Regions from separate parts of the Mus musculus genome. Here regions 1 and 2 are each linked to region 3. A link is a contact called in public HiChIP or PLAC-seq data. All regions are on one chromosome and are shown on one strand. The core of a region is the stretch at or near the end of the contact, and the rest is flanking DNA. Distances in the headings are between cores, read along the strand shown. Region 1 holds the start of Sesn2 (sestrin 2). Region 2 holds the start of Dhdds (dehydrodolichyl diphosphate synthase). Region 3 holds the start of Wasf2 (WAS protein family, member 2).

The links. HiChIP or PLAC-seq counts read pairs in DNA pulled down with a chosen protein or histone mark.
Region 1: an H3K27ac HiChIP or PLAC-seq map of microglia shows a contact between it and region 3, with 4 times the contacts expected there. The contact joins the promoter of Sesn2 here to the promoter of Wasf2 in region 3. A contact is called at or near these places in 2 of 115 datasets of contacts at active chromatin or transcription factors (embryonic stem cells and microglia).
Region 2: an HNF4G HiChIP or PLAC-seq map of pancreatic cancer cells shows a contact between it and region 3. The contact joins the promoter of Dhdds here to the promoter of Wasf2 in region 3. A contact is called at or near these places in 2 of 115 datasets of contacts at active chromatin or transcription factors (embryonic stem cells and pancreatic cancer cells).

Annotation. Positions count from the first base shown.
Region 1 is chr4:132,508,101-132,512,029 of GRCm38.p6, reverse strand. Sesn2 (sestrin 2) reads left to right here and starts at 1,574. Exons shown (of 10, transcript NM_144907.1): 1 at 1,574-1,966. The coding sequence starts at 1,877.
Region 2 is chr4:133,998,582-134,002,488 of GRCm38.p6, reverse strand. It overlaps Dhdds (dehydrodolichyl diphosphate synthase), which reads left to right and starts at 1,607. Exons shown (of 9, transcript NM_001362959.1): 1 at 1,607-1,764; 2 at 2,096-2,220. The coding sequence starts at 2,158.
Region 3 is chr4:133,128,273-133,132,242 of GRCm38.p6, reverse strand. It overlaps Wasf2 (WAS protein family, member 2), which reads right to left and starts at 1,610. Exons shown (of 9, transcript NM_153423.6): 1 at 1,515-1,610.

The DNA.
Region 1 (3,929 bases), core at 325-2,824, 620 kb after region 3:
CAGAGTATATGCATTTGTTTGTTTATTTGTTTTTGGTTTTTTGAGACAGGCTTCTGTGTAGCCCTGGCTGTCCTGGAACTCACTCTGTAGACCAGGTTGGCCTTGAACTCAGAAATCCACCTGCCTCTGCCTCCCAAGTGCTGGGACTAAAGGCGTGTGCCACCATGCCCGGCTGAGTCTATGTTTTTAAGGAGAAAGCTGAATCTGATATAGAGTTGTTTAGAAAAGAATTAACCCAAAGGGATATTCAGTGGCCAAGGGTATATTATTAGAAGCACGTTGTGCCAGGTGGCATAAGGTAGAAAGAAAAAAAAAAAGTCTAAATGTAGACACTGCCCTCAACAAGTTTATAATAAAAACTTTCAGATAAGACAAATACACAGAATATGACAACACAAGTTACAGTATGGAAAGTATTAAAACACAGAGAGAAAGGTCCAGCCCGAGTTTAGGGCTCTAAGGAGCATGCAGGTGAACTCCCTTCCCTACAGAAGGCATTAGACCAAGTCAGGAGATCACCTTTGGTATCATAAGCCTAAACTCAAGACTATTTCAGGCAGGAACTGAGAGGATTAATCAGCTCCAGCTCTGTCTAGGACTCCTTAACCAGAATAAAGAGAAACTTGAAACGGGAGAGGCCTGAAGAAAAACCGCGAAGGAGATGAGTAGAAGTGAATGGGTGAATCAAGGGTAAAGTGCTGAGATCTGGATGGAAGAGGTGAGTGTAGGGAAGTCATGAGAGTGAATGTCTAGAGAAAAAGAGGGCTAAAAACAGAAACTAGGAGAGCACCCACGTTTAGGGAGTGGATGGAAAAAGAGGAGTCAGAGAGGAGTGGCCAGAGGGAGAAGTGAGAAATAGATCAAGCCAAACACCTAAGTTACAAAGTTTCCATGAGTGCCTGGAGGGTGGAAGGCGGTGTGAAGGCACCCAAGGCAGGACAGAAGAGGGGAAATTGTAGCAATGAGGATTGAGATTAAATTTGAGATTGTCAAGGGTATTTCAGTGAGGGCTTTTCCAGAGACTCCACAAATAAGGTGATTTCCTTGGTTTAGTGTTTCTGAAGGTGCAGATCCCTCAGGGCCTGAGGGGACAGGGTGGTGGCTCTTGGCTTCAAATTTGTGGGTTTTGATCTATAATTAGAAGAACTGGATGTGTGTGGTTAGAACTCTCTGCAGACCTAACCAGTCCCTCCAGGAACTGGAAAGCTGAAGAACTTACTCAGAAGGGATTTCACACCTGGCTGTCTGGCCCAGCCCCGTGAAGTCCCGTTTCATCACGCAGCCCTAATGACTCCTTGGGCTGTCACTCTCATCTGGTATTGCCAGAGACCTGACTAACGCCTTCATGCAAAAGTTTGCAGCATCTGTGCGAGGCCAACTACAGCTCCCAGAGTTCCCAGGCGCTTGTCGATGCTGATTGGACGGAAGGTTGGCTCCGGAGGGAGGTGTCGGCTCCGCCTCCCCGAGAAACAGGCATCTGATTGGCTGCGCCGTGGGACTTTTGTGTCCCCGCCCTCCCCCAGGGACCGCAGCGGGCTGACAGAGCCGGGCGAGCGCTGGCAGTTCCGTGGTGGGGATGGTGAGGAGCGCCGGCTTCCCGAGCAGCGCTGGCCACTGCGGACTTCCGAGGCACTCCGGGCCGTGAAAACCTCTGCGCCGCGGCCAATCTCAGGCCTCCGAGGCCGGCCGCAGTTTTCCAAGCTGGGCTGAAAGGAGTGTCTATCGCCGTAGCGCCGGTTCTCCTAATCCCGAGAGACAGCCCGGGGATCTCGAGCTTCCCCGGCGACCCCTAGTCCCGGCCTCCTGTGCGCGCCCGACCTAGACCCCTCGGGTGTCCCAGGCGCGGACGAGCCGCGGCCGGGTCCTGGCGTACACCATGATCGTAGCGGACTCCGAGTGCCATTCCGAGATCAAGGGCTACCTGCCGTTCACCAGGGGTGGTGTGGCCGGCCCCGAGACCCGAGAGGTAAGCAACAGCCGGGCGAACCCGCTCTCCTCCAGCCACCGCCGAGCTTCGGGCAGACCCGGTCTAAGTCTGGTGCGCTCCCCCCGGGCTTAGGGTCTGAGAGCACGTAAGCTAGGGCTAGGGTTGCATCAACTGCAGCCTCCGCTCTCCCTTCCCCTCCCCACTGCCCTCTCTCTCTTTACCCTCCCCACTACCACCCTGGGAGGGAGGGGGATGCGGAGCCCTCCCTGGCTCCTTCGGACTCCTGGCCAATGAGAGGGGACGCCTTCTCGTGGCTCTTTGGGTTTGTTCTCTGCTAAAGCGAGCGTCTTCAAGTCCAGGCAAATCCCGGCCGGAGAGACCCGACCACTCCTCCTCCCCGCCCCCTTCCGCAGAATCCCTTCCTCTCGGTGGGGGCAGGCGGGCTGGGAGCTCTTTCTAGGATCGGTTTCTGGTCCTGTCGCTCAGCGAAGGGAGTAAACCACCTGGGACTGACCAGGGAAGGTCGATTCCCTTTTTCAGTCCTTACCTGCACCCCCGATCTGGAGACTGGTCCGAGTGCTTTATGGGTCTGGCTGGCGGCCTGATCCTCGGCGGCGGCAGCCTGAGAGAGCTAGGGGAGAAAGCGGATAACCCTTGGTCCCTTGATAGATTGCTTCCTATTAAATTGTTCTGGGGTCCTCAAAGTTTGTTTTGCTGTCTCCTCAGAGCGTAGAGAGACTTCACAGGGAGACAAGGTATAATGCCAGTATAAAGCCCCCGTCTCCCTCCCAGCAGTCTCGATAGTGGACATAGTCTATGTCGTGTATGGAGCACCTACTAGATGCCAGGATATAGGTTTTGTCTGACAAAGACAGCAAATACAAAACGTATTTTAACCCCATTTTACAGAATGAGAAAATTGAGGCCCGAAAGGGACAGAGAGAGGCCTAGCCCTCATTCTCTGGACTGTGTGTGACTAGGATTTTGGAGAATGCTTGGCACTGCAGAAGATACTGATCCTTTTTGATTTTCTAAGCCTAGAGCAGTGTGGAAGGTCTATTGCCGGGGCTGGAAATAGGTACAGTGGTAGTCCCAAGGTGTATGATCTTAAAACCAGCCCATGTCTGAGGAAATGTCTTGGGGGGGGGGGGTCGTTGGAGGCAGCCATCAGTCTGTTGCTTCTTCATATGGTTTAGGAATCTGTATGCAGAAAGGACACCTCGCCTCAGCCTCTTTGCTGATAACTTTTGTCTGCCTTGTGAACAATGTTGTTTTTGTTAGTGAGCGCCCCAGAGCACTGAGGGAGGTGAGGGCTGGATTCCAGTCCCACCCTTCACTTTCTCCCTGGATGGGTTATCTCAGCTGAGCGATCGCTTTTGATTGCAGTCTCTTACCGGGTATTTTGATAGTATCTCTAAAAGGTTGTTGGACATTAACTTAAAATACAAGCAAATGCATGAAGAGTGCCTGGGACATATTTACTGCGGGGGGGGGGGGGCTGGCCTTGTATTTAAAATGCTAGCTTCTGGAAGACTGACTTTAGCTGACATCTCTCCCCACCCCCCAGTGCCTCTCAAGGGGCTTCCAGAGTCTATTCTCTACTCTGGGAGGAGGAGAGCCCGCACAGCGCTCTGCCTGCTGTGCCTGTAGGAAGAAAATCTCAGGTGGTCTGTGTAGATCTTGGGTATGCCTTAGAGGAAGGCCCATCCTCTTTGAGACAGGGTCTCACTCTGTAGTTCAGGCTGGCCTTGACCTTATGACTATCTTCCTGCCTCAGCCTCCTGCCTGTTAGGATTACACATTGGATTTAAGAAAGTCACTTTGTTCTGCTCGGTGGTGGCACACGCTTTTAATCCCAGCACTTGGGAGGCAGAGGCAGGTGGATTTCTGAGTTCGAGGCCAGCCTGGTCTACAAAGTGAGTTCCAGGACAGCCAGGGCTACACAGAGAAACCCTGTCTCGAAAAACAAAAACAAGAAAAAGAAAGTCACTTTGCAGTTTCG
Region 2 (3,907 bases), core at 358-2,857, 870 kb before region 3:
AGTTTTAAAAAAAAAAAAAGGTTCGTTGGAATTGTGAAACCCTATTACAGATGCAAGTATGATTTGAAAGAAATACTAGTTGCATCAGATACTGAAAGTTCAGTTTTTTGGCTTGTGTGTGTGTGTGTGTGTGTGTGTGTGTGTGTGTGTGTGTGTGTGTGTGTGTGTGTGAAAGCAGAACAACTTCTTCCCTGTATCATTAAATACATCAAGAGGCAAGACAATGGATGATGATGATAATACTTTTGAGGAGGCAAGTTTCCCGAAGCCCAGTCCAGGCCCAAGTTTGTTCTGTTAGGTATCTAAAAGTCCTTCAGACTAGCTATACAGCTAATGCTTTTGAGTTCTTGCTTGACCCCCAAAGCTCTCCACAAGTGGCTTATGGTGTTTTGTTGTATGTTTAAGATTGTTTCTATTTTTGTTTAGTTTTGAGGTTGAGTTTTCCTGTGTAGGCCACGCTAGCCTCAAACGCCCTAGGTGACCTAAACTGCTGATTGCCCTGCATTCGCTGCCACCATGCTTTTTTATACTGGGCTGGAAACTGAACCCAGGGCTTCTAGCCTGCTAGGCAAGAACTCTACCACTAGGGCTCTATTCCCAAATGCTACGGATTGTGGTTTTGGAAGTCCTAAGAGTAAAGCTCTTTCTGACTTGTCCTCCTAAGTTCATTAACGTGGGTCTTCGGAATCTGCAAATTATAAAGTTGCTTTGCATCGCTCCCCAAAAGTGACCAGCGCAAGAAACCCTTCTGATGCGTTAGCAGCATTAAAAGGCGACAAGTAAAAAAACACGTCAGAATTTTTTGAGGAGACAGTATCCCCTAGATCAGGGTGACTAAATTTACTACGTAGCAGAAAAGACATTAACTAATTCAAATGGCCTCAGCCTTGAGTGCTGAGTTCAGTGACGACGTGCCATCAGTTTCGGCTAAAAGAACACTTTTAAGACAATTTTGTTTTTTTAAAGATTAATTTTATGTATGTGAGTACACTGTCGCTGTCTTAAGACACATCGGAAGAGGGCATCAGATCCCATTACAGATGGTTGTGAGCCACCATGTAGTTGCTGGGAATTGAACTCAGGACCTCTGGAAGAGCAGTCGGTACTCTTAAACTCTGAGCCACCTCTCCAGCCCAAGACAAATTTTTAAATAAACGCAGTTCACTTCCATGGTTTACGTCCATATCCCCAGCAGTTGGGGAGACTGAGGTAGGAGGACTGTCAAAATACGACATTACCGTGTCTCCCATAATATAAGCACTGCGATCATCCATAGAGAAACTCAATTTTGAGGTGGAGCAACCGCATCCTCTCTCCCTAACAAACTGCCACAACACCTGAGACCACGCAAATGCGTGGGCCGAACACATCTCGATCCCTCAGGCTCAACTCGCCTAACGTGCAGGGCTTGCAATAGGAGACCCAAGAGGTAGGAGTATCGGCTCACGTGACCTCGGCCTCCCAGGCGCTGTTTCCACGCCCCGCGAGAGCGGCCACCAATAGCCAACTCGCAAGAACTCGCACCGCTCCGCCCCCGAGTACGCAGGGGCGGCCCCGCCCACCACGGACGGAGGAGGCGGAGCCAATCACGTAGAGGTGACGTGTTCTTTCAGCGCCAAGTCGTAAGTCGCCCGGGAGTGGTGGAAAAGCGCCTTCTCCTGCGTCCTAGGTGGGGAGTAAACACAGAGACCCAGAGGAGGGGAAGCTGGATGTGGAGTTAGCTGCGGGAAACACTAAAGTCCAGCCGGGAGAGTGACCATTGAGGTAACAGATGCGGCATCCAAGGAGGGTAGTGATTGGTTAGCTTAGAGTGAGCAATGGTTTGCGGGGCAATAGAGAAGGAAGTTGTGGGGATTGACCAAGCAAGATGTAGGTACCATGATGTGGCAGGATATTTGGAAGAAATCAGTGCACGTAAGGATAAGAAAGTGGGAACTACCTTGCTCCAAAGGTCTCCCGTTGGCTTGTAGAGGCCTGAGCGGATTAGAACAGTCTCTGGATTCAGACGCGTGTTGCCTGCCACAGTCCAGCAGAGTCTCTTTAGTCAGTTTTATTGCAAGCAAGGATGACTTCTCTCTCTTTTCATTTATTCAAGGTTATCTGGCTGTTTTTTGTTGTTGTTGTTGTTCTTGTGTGATTTCTGACATAGCAAGAACTATGTCATGGATCAAAGAAGGAGAGCTGTCACTGTGGGAACGGTTCTGTGCTAACATCATAAAGGTGAGCAGTACCCCGGGGGAAAAGTTGACCTTTTGGATAGTTGAGTAGTTCATTATTAAATTGTAGCAATCCCAATGAAGTAGAATTTAGTAAAGAGAGAATCTTGAAATTATAATGTAGTTTGAAGGGCTGCATTTCTAGTATTTATTGTACTGTGTGACTTTTTTTTTTTTTTAAGGCCAATCAGGGTCTCTTAATATCATTAGATCACATAGACTGTTAGATTTTCCTTCTGGAAAACTGAATTGTGCCGTTGAGAGTGTCAAAAGAGCTCACTGGTCAGGTGCTTTCTTGGTATTCACAAGACTCTGAGTTTGAAAAAGGAAGAGAGACTGTGACTCTGAATGGGAGGGAACAGAAATTTGTCTCACTAGAGTTGTAGTTCTCAACCTGTGGGTCCCAACCCCTTCAGAGGTTGAACAACCCTTTCACAGGGTCGGATATCAGGTATCTGACATTACGATTTCCGATAGTACCAGAATGGCAGTTATAAAGTAGCAGTGCAAATACTCTCATGGTTGAAGTCAGCACCTGAGGCGCTATATCCCAGGCTCACAGCATAAGGACAGCTGAGAACCACTGCCCCAGCGTTTCCATCGGTTTCTCCTTGCAGTGTCTTCTGAGTTAATGGTTCTTTGATGGTTAAAACTTTAACCATCTGCTCTAGAGACAGACATCCGTGAGGAAAACTGTTATTTACCAACCATGTGGCTTAACAAACTTGTCTTTTTTGAGGATTAAAAAAAAGAAATACACAAAGAACGTGGCACAATATCTAGTGCCAGTCCGTTATTTATCTTAGTATGGTGATATATAGTGTACATTTAGAGTACAGAGAACAGCTTTCAGGATCGGGCTTTGGGACAAGTACCTTTACCAGCTCAACCATCAAAGGCCCCCATCAGGAGTCACAGCCATGTCATATTCTGTGCCTGAGAGAGGTTTGGATGCAAGCCAGTCAGCCTGGCTTTAGTTTTTAGATACAGACTGTCGAGCAGTGTTTTAACAGTGAATTTGCGTCAGTAAGCCTTGTATTTCCACATACCTACAAATGTCAAATAATCACAGGGAGTCCAAAAAATGAAAACTCTCTCCTTAGGAAACTTTGCCTCGTGTTGGCAAAAATAAGTGTAGGAGACAAAGGCAGAGGAGAGAGGAGGGATGAGCGTGAGAGATGGCTCATGGCTCAACGGATAAAGGTTCTTGCCACCAAGTGTGGCAACCTGGATTCGGCTCTCACAGCTTACATGGCAGAAGGAGAGAGCTGTAGAAGTCAGGCCCTGGTTCGTCCTCCCACCCTCGTGCTCCCAGAAACAAGACTCCGCTTCAAAATATATTTACAAATACCTTGGTCATATAGCCAGGCTCTTCTCTGACTAGATATAATTTAAACTATGCCATTTATTTGAGCCTACTTTGTGCCACCTGGCTGGTCACCTATACTCAGGTGCACGCATCCTGTTCATGATGTCTTCCCAGCAAAGCTCTCCCCTCCTTCTTTCCCAGAGTTCTTTCTTCTACTGACATCTCACTTTCTATTCCCTGCCTAAACAGAGGTCTGGTCTCTTAAAAAAAAAAAAAAGAAAAAAGAAAAAGAAAGAAAGAAAGAAAGAAAGAAAGGAAAAGAAAAGAAGAAAGGAGAGATAGAGATCCCTCAGTCGAAGCTTCTTTTTTTTGTTGTTTTTCC
Region 3 (3,970 bases), core at 361-2,860:
AAACAAAGAAAATACATATTGGCTCCACAGCTCAGAAACGCCCTCTTTCTCAGCAACTTCCTCCTCGGATTTCCCTCCCTAACACTGGCACATGAGAACAATACCCACAGCTGGACCTGCTATTTTGATTAACCCAAAGCTCTGGCGGTTTGGAAAACTTAAGGGCTAAGGTACCCAGCTACTCCTACTCAAAGTCCACTGCCTTTACTCATCTGCAAGATAAGGAAAGAACAAAGAAAGAAAGGCTACACTTGAACACAGGCAGGCCATTGAAACTTTAGCCCCAAGGAACCCAAAGAAATTATACAACAGATGGATAAATTCTCCCTCCCAATAAAATGTAGCCTTTGTACAGAGGAGAGAAAGACACTCTGATGACACCACCTGGAGTCAAAACTCATGTCTCTATACAACAAATATTGGTGACACCTGCCTGGGACTCAAACGGAATCCTCTGCTGTCCTGACACACTTCGAAGTGATTTTTAACACTCAGAAATGGCCCTTCCTTAGTCACAAAGCAAGAAAAGGAGATGGGCTTATAATTAATAATCCTGAGCTTAAGACCTAGCCTGTCTCCACACCAAAAGTGAAATCAACTCTCCAGGCTAGACCCCTCCCTCCATTTATGACAAAGCAAACTTTGTAAGAGAACACTAACTTATCCCTGCGCGCCCGGTGCTTCCCAGAGGAAACACCCTCACTTTGGTAAGTGCCACACGTTCCGGTGTCACCCTGAGCAAGTTACTTCTCTGAAACCTACTTGACTTCCTCACCAGTAAACTTACAAGGACAGCTGGAAAAACTAAACAAGCACTTATACCTAAGGTTTGGCACATAGTAGGACAACCATTAACATTTTCCTTGGCTTTCTTCCTCTTCAGTGCTGGGCTTAAACGCCAAGGGTAACCCCTGATCTCTGAATCTATGAACATTTCCTCATCTCAAAGGACCACAGGACTTAGCCCTTCCCTGTCACGATCTGGGTAGCACCCATGCATTGGTACCAGTGGCCCGTAAGCCAAGGCTCCTTTCTGTAGGGCTCATTCTGTGCACATGTGCGCGTGCTCACACACTCCTCCACAATGTCCCTACCCCCAGCCTAGCAGCCAGGGTCCCCAAAGAGCACCTCAATTACTTTATGGTCCAAATATGGAAACTGAGGCTCAGCCTGGAGATGAACTTGTCCAGGAGCTCGGGGAGTTGCTGAGACCCAATTCACAGGCTTCGGTGAAGTCTATTTACAAATGGTAAACTGAGGCCCGAAGACGGAAGTGACTTGCTCAAGAACACACAGTGGGTTGGTGGTAGGGCCACTTTCGCCGACCCTCCCTAGTCTCCGAAGGGCACTCTGGGTCACCACCACCCCTGAGGTGTCGCCACGGCGCTGACAACACACGAGCCGCACCAGCGACCGTCAGAGCAGACACCCGGTGCCACCGGACCCTTGCAGGGGTGGCCGGGCCGGCGCTCGCCTCTCACAGCCGGGCGCGCCCAGGGGGACTTGTTGCTCACCTGACCTCGCGCAGTCGCCCTCAGCGACATGAAGGGCTGGGCAGCCGGTCCGCGTCCCCACGGAGAACGCTCCAGCCTACTGCTTCGCGGGCTGCTACTCAGCCGGACGCCCCCCTCAGCGCGCTACGCCCCCAGCCGCACTCCACCGGCCTGAGTCCGCCATTACGCGATTTCCCCGCCCCGGGACGCAGCCACACCCCGCCAACCGTTCTGATTGGCTCCCTGCCCCACCCGCCCGGAGCCCCCAGCTATCCCATTGGTCTGAATCCAATGCCAATTAAATAAGTACGCAAAAGACGTATTCAAAGGTAGTGTCCCGGGAACTCCACCCGAGCGACTTCCGCAATCGGAGTAAACAGAGGCGAGGACAAACCAAGTGAAGTGGAGATGGGACTAAAGGTACATCGACGCCCAAGTTTAAGTACAAAAATATCTGCTAAGACAGGGAAAGACCTCGGCTAACATGTATTGAAACACGATTTATTTTTATTAGAGTCCAGAGAGCCAGCCTGTTTTTTGTGTAAAGAACAGGCCGAGCCTATGAACTTTCTGTAGACACCCCTCAAGTGGCAGATCGTTCTGTCCCTTCACGCCTTGTCCCAAGCGGGACCGAAAGTCGGGTGGGGGCGAGTGAGTCATAGGCTTCAGCTCACCCCAAAGGATAGGTATTCGGGTGAAGCTGGCATCCTGAGATTGGGAGCTAGTTCTGAGAGGCCACTGTCAGGTGAGCCAAACACCTGTCACTTCACTCTGCAACTTCGGACAACTGCTGCCTACCTAGTTCTCACTTTGTTCTACAAAATAGATGCAGTAGGCCCTGGCACGTCCCAGTCCATGAAGGTGGGCAGTTTGAGAATACACTCCCAAGTGACTTATAGAATACAAAATGCTGCGGCTGGGTGACAACGTGACGAGTCCGGCTTAGCACATTTAGTATACTAGAGCATCTCTGTAGAGCAGGTATTGGCCTCTTGTGGAAGAATGGATCTTAGGCAGGCTTTGTTACCGCCACGTCTGCCTCCCTCTTTGCTTCCTTTCAAAAAGGGTGCACGGTGTGAGGGCGGTGGGGTGGAGGTCACGACACGACACGGCTCAGTCAGTAAAGTGCTGCTTTGAAAGAATGAGGACCTGCGTTTGAGAACTCAGATTCCAAACAAAGCCTAACAGGCCCGATGATACTGACTTCGCAGCGCTGGGGAGGCAGAGACAGGCAGAGCTCTAGCTCACAGGCCCAGCCTAGCCTAGCCTGCTCCTCCAGACTGGGCCAATGAGAGAGCCAGTTACTAAAACCAAGGTAAAAGTTGCCTGAAGAACAGCACCTGAGGTGATTCTCTGGCCTGCACTGGTCCATCCTCACATACAACATACACGCACACATACAACACCCTGAATACTTGATACAGTTTTCCCGCAGCCACCCAGCTAGTTGGAAATGACCACAGAACTCAGACCTACACCACTTAGCATCTATTCCTGTATTTCTTACTCTGTGACATCTTGTCACCTGAAAATGGCTTTTTTTTTTCTCATCCCCTTAACAGGCCAGGATGGTCCTAAGGGTGCTGGGTGACTGTTTCTTTCACTCTGGTCACTGTAAAACCAGCTAGACCAATATTCTTGTGGAAAAGTGGCCAGGCAGTGGTGGCACACGCCTTTAATCCCAGCACTTGGGAGGCAGAGGCAGGCAGATTTTTGAGTTCGAGGCCAGCCTGGTCTACAGAGTGAGTTCCAGGATAGCCAAGGCTACAGAGAGAAACCCTGTCTCAAAAAACCAAAAAAAAAAAAAAAAAAAAAAAGAAGAAGAAAAGTGCCCCCAGAGATATGGTCAACTTGTTCCTAGCGTTCTAAAAGTGAAGAGAAAAGAGATGACCGGTCAATGAATAACCCAAACAGAAGCCAAACGAAAATTTCACTGGGGCCCTCAGTGAGGTGGCCGGATGCTGGATCTTTTTTATTTTTATTTTTATTTTTGGAACAGGGTCTCTCTATTATGTAGCTCTTGGCTGTTCTGGAATACTGTGTAGGCCAAGTTGGCCTGAAACTTCCAGGGATCTCCCTGCCTCTGCCTCTGCCTCTGCCTCTCTGCCTCTCTGCCTCTGCCTCTCTGCCTCTGCCTCTCTGCCTCTGGCCCTGCCCCTGCTTTCCCTGCCCCTGCTTTCCCAGGGCTGGGATTAGAGACATTTGCCAGCACACTGGACATCCCCAGGTCTTTGTTCAGGTCTGTCCACTCTTAGAACAGAGCTCTAGCCATTGAGGACTGCTTTGGTCTGGCCATCGAGGGCCGCTCTGGTGTGTATGTCCAAGTCCTTTTCCCTCCCTGAAGTTCAAGACTTCAGAAAGGCAGACACCACCAAATAAACCGAGCCAACAGGGCCCCAGCGACTACTGGATTGGTGTCTTCTGGGCTTGAATTGGGACACTCAGTCTGACATGTGACTGTTTAAATCCCCGCTGTG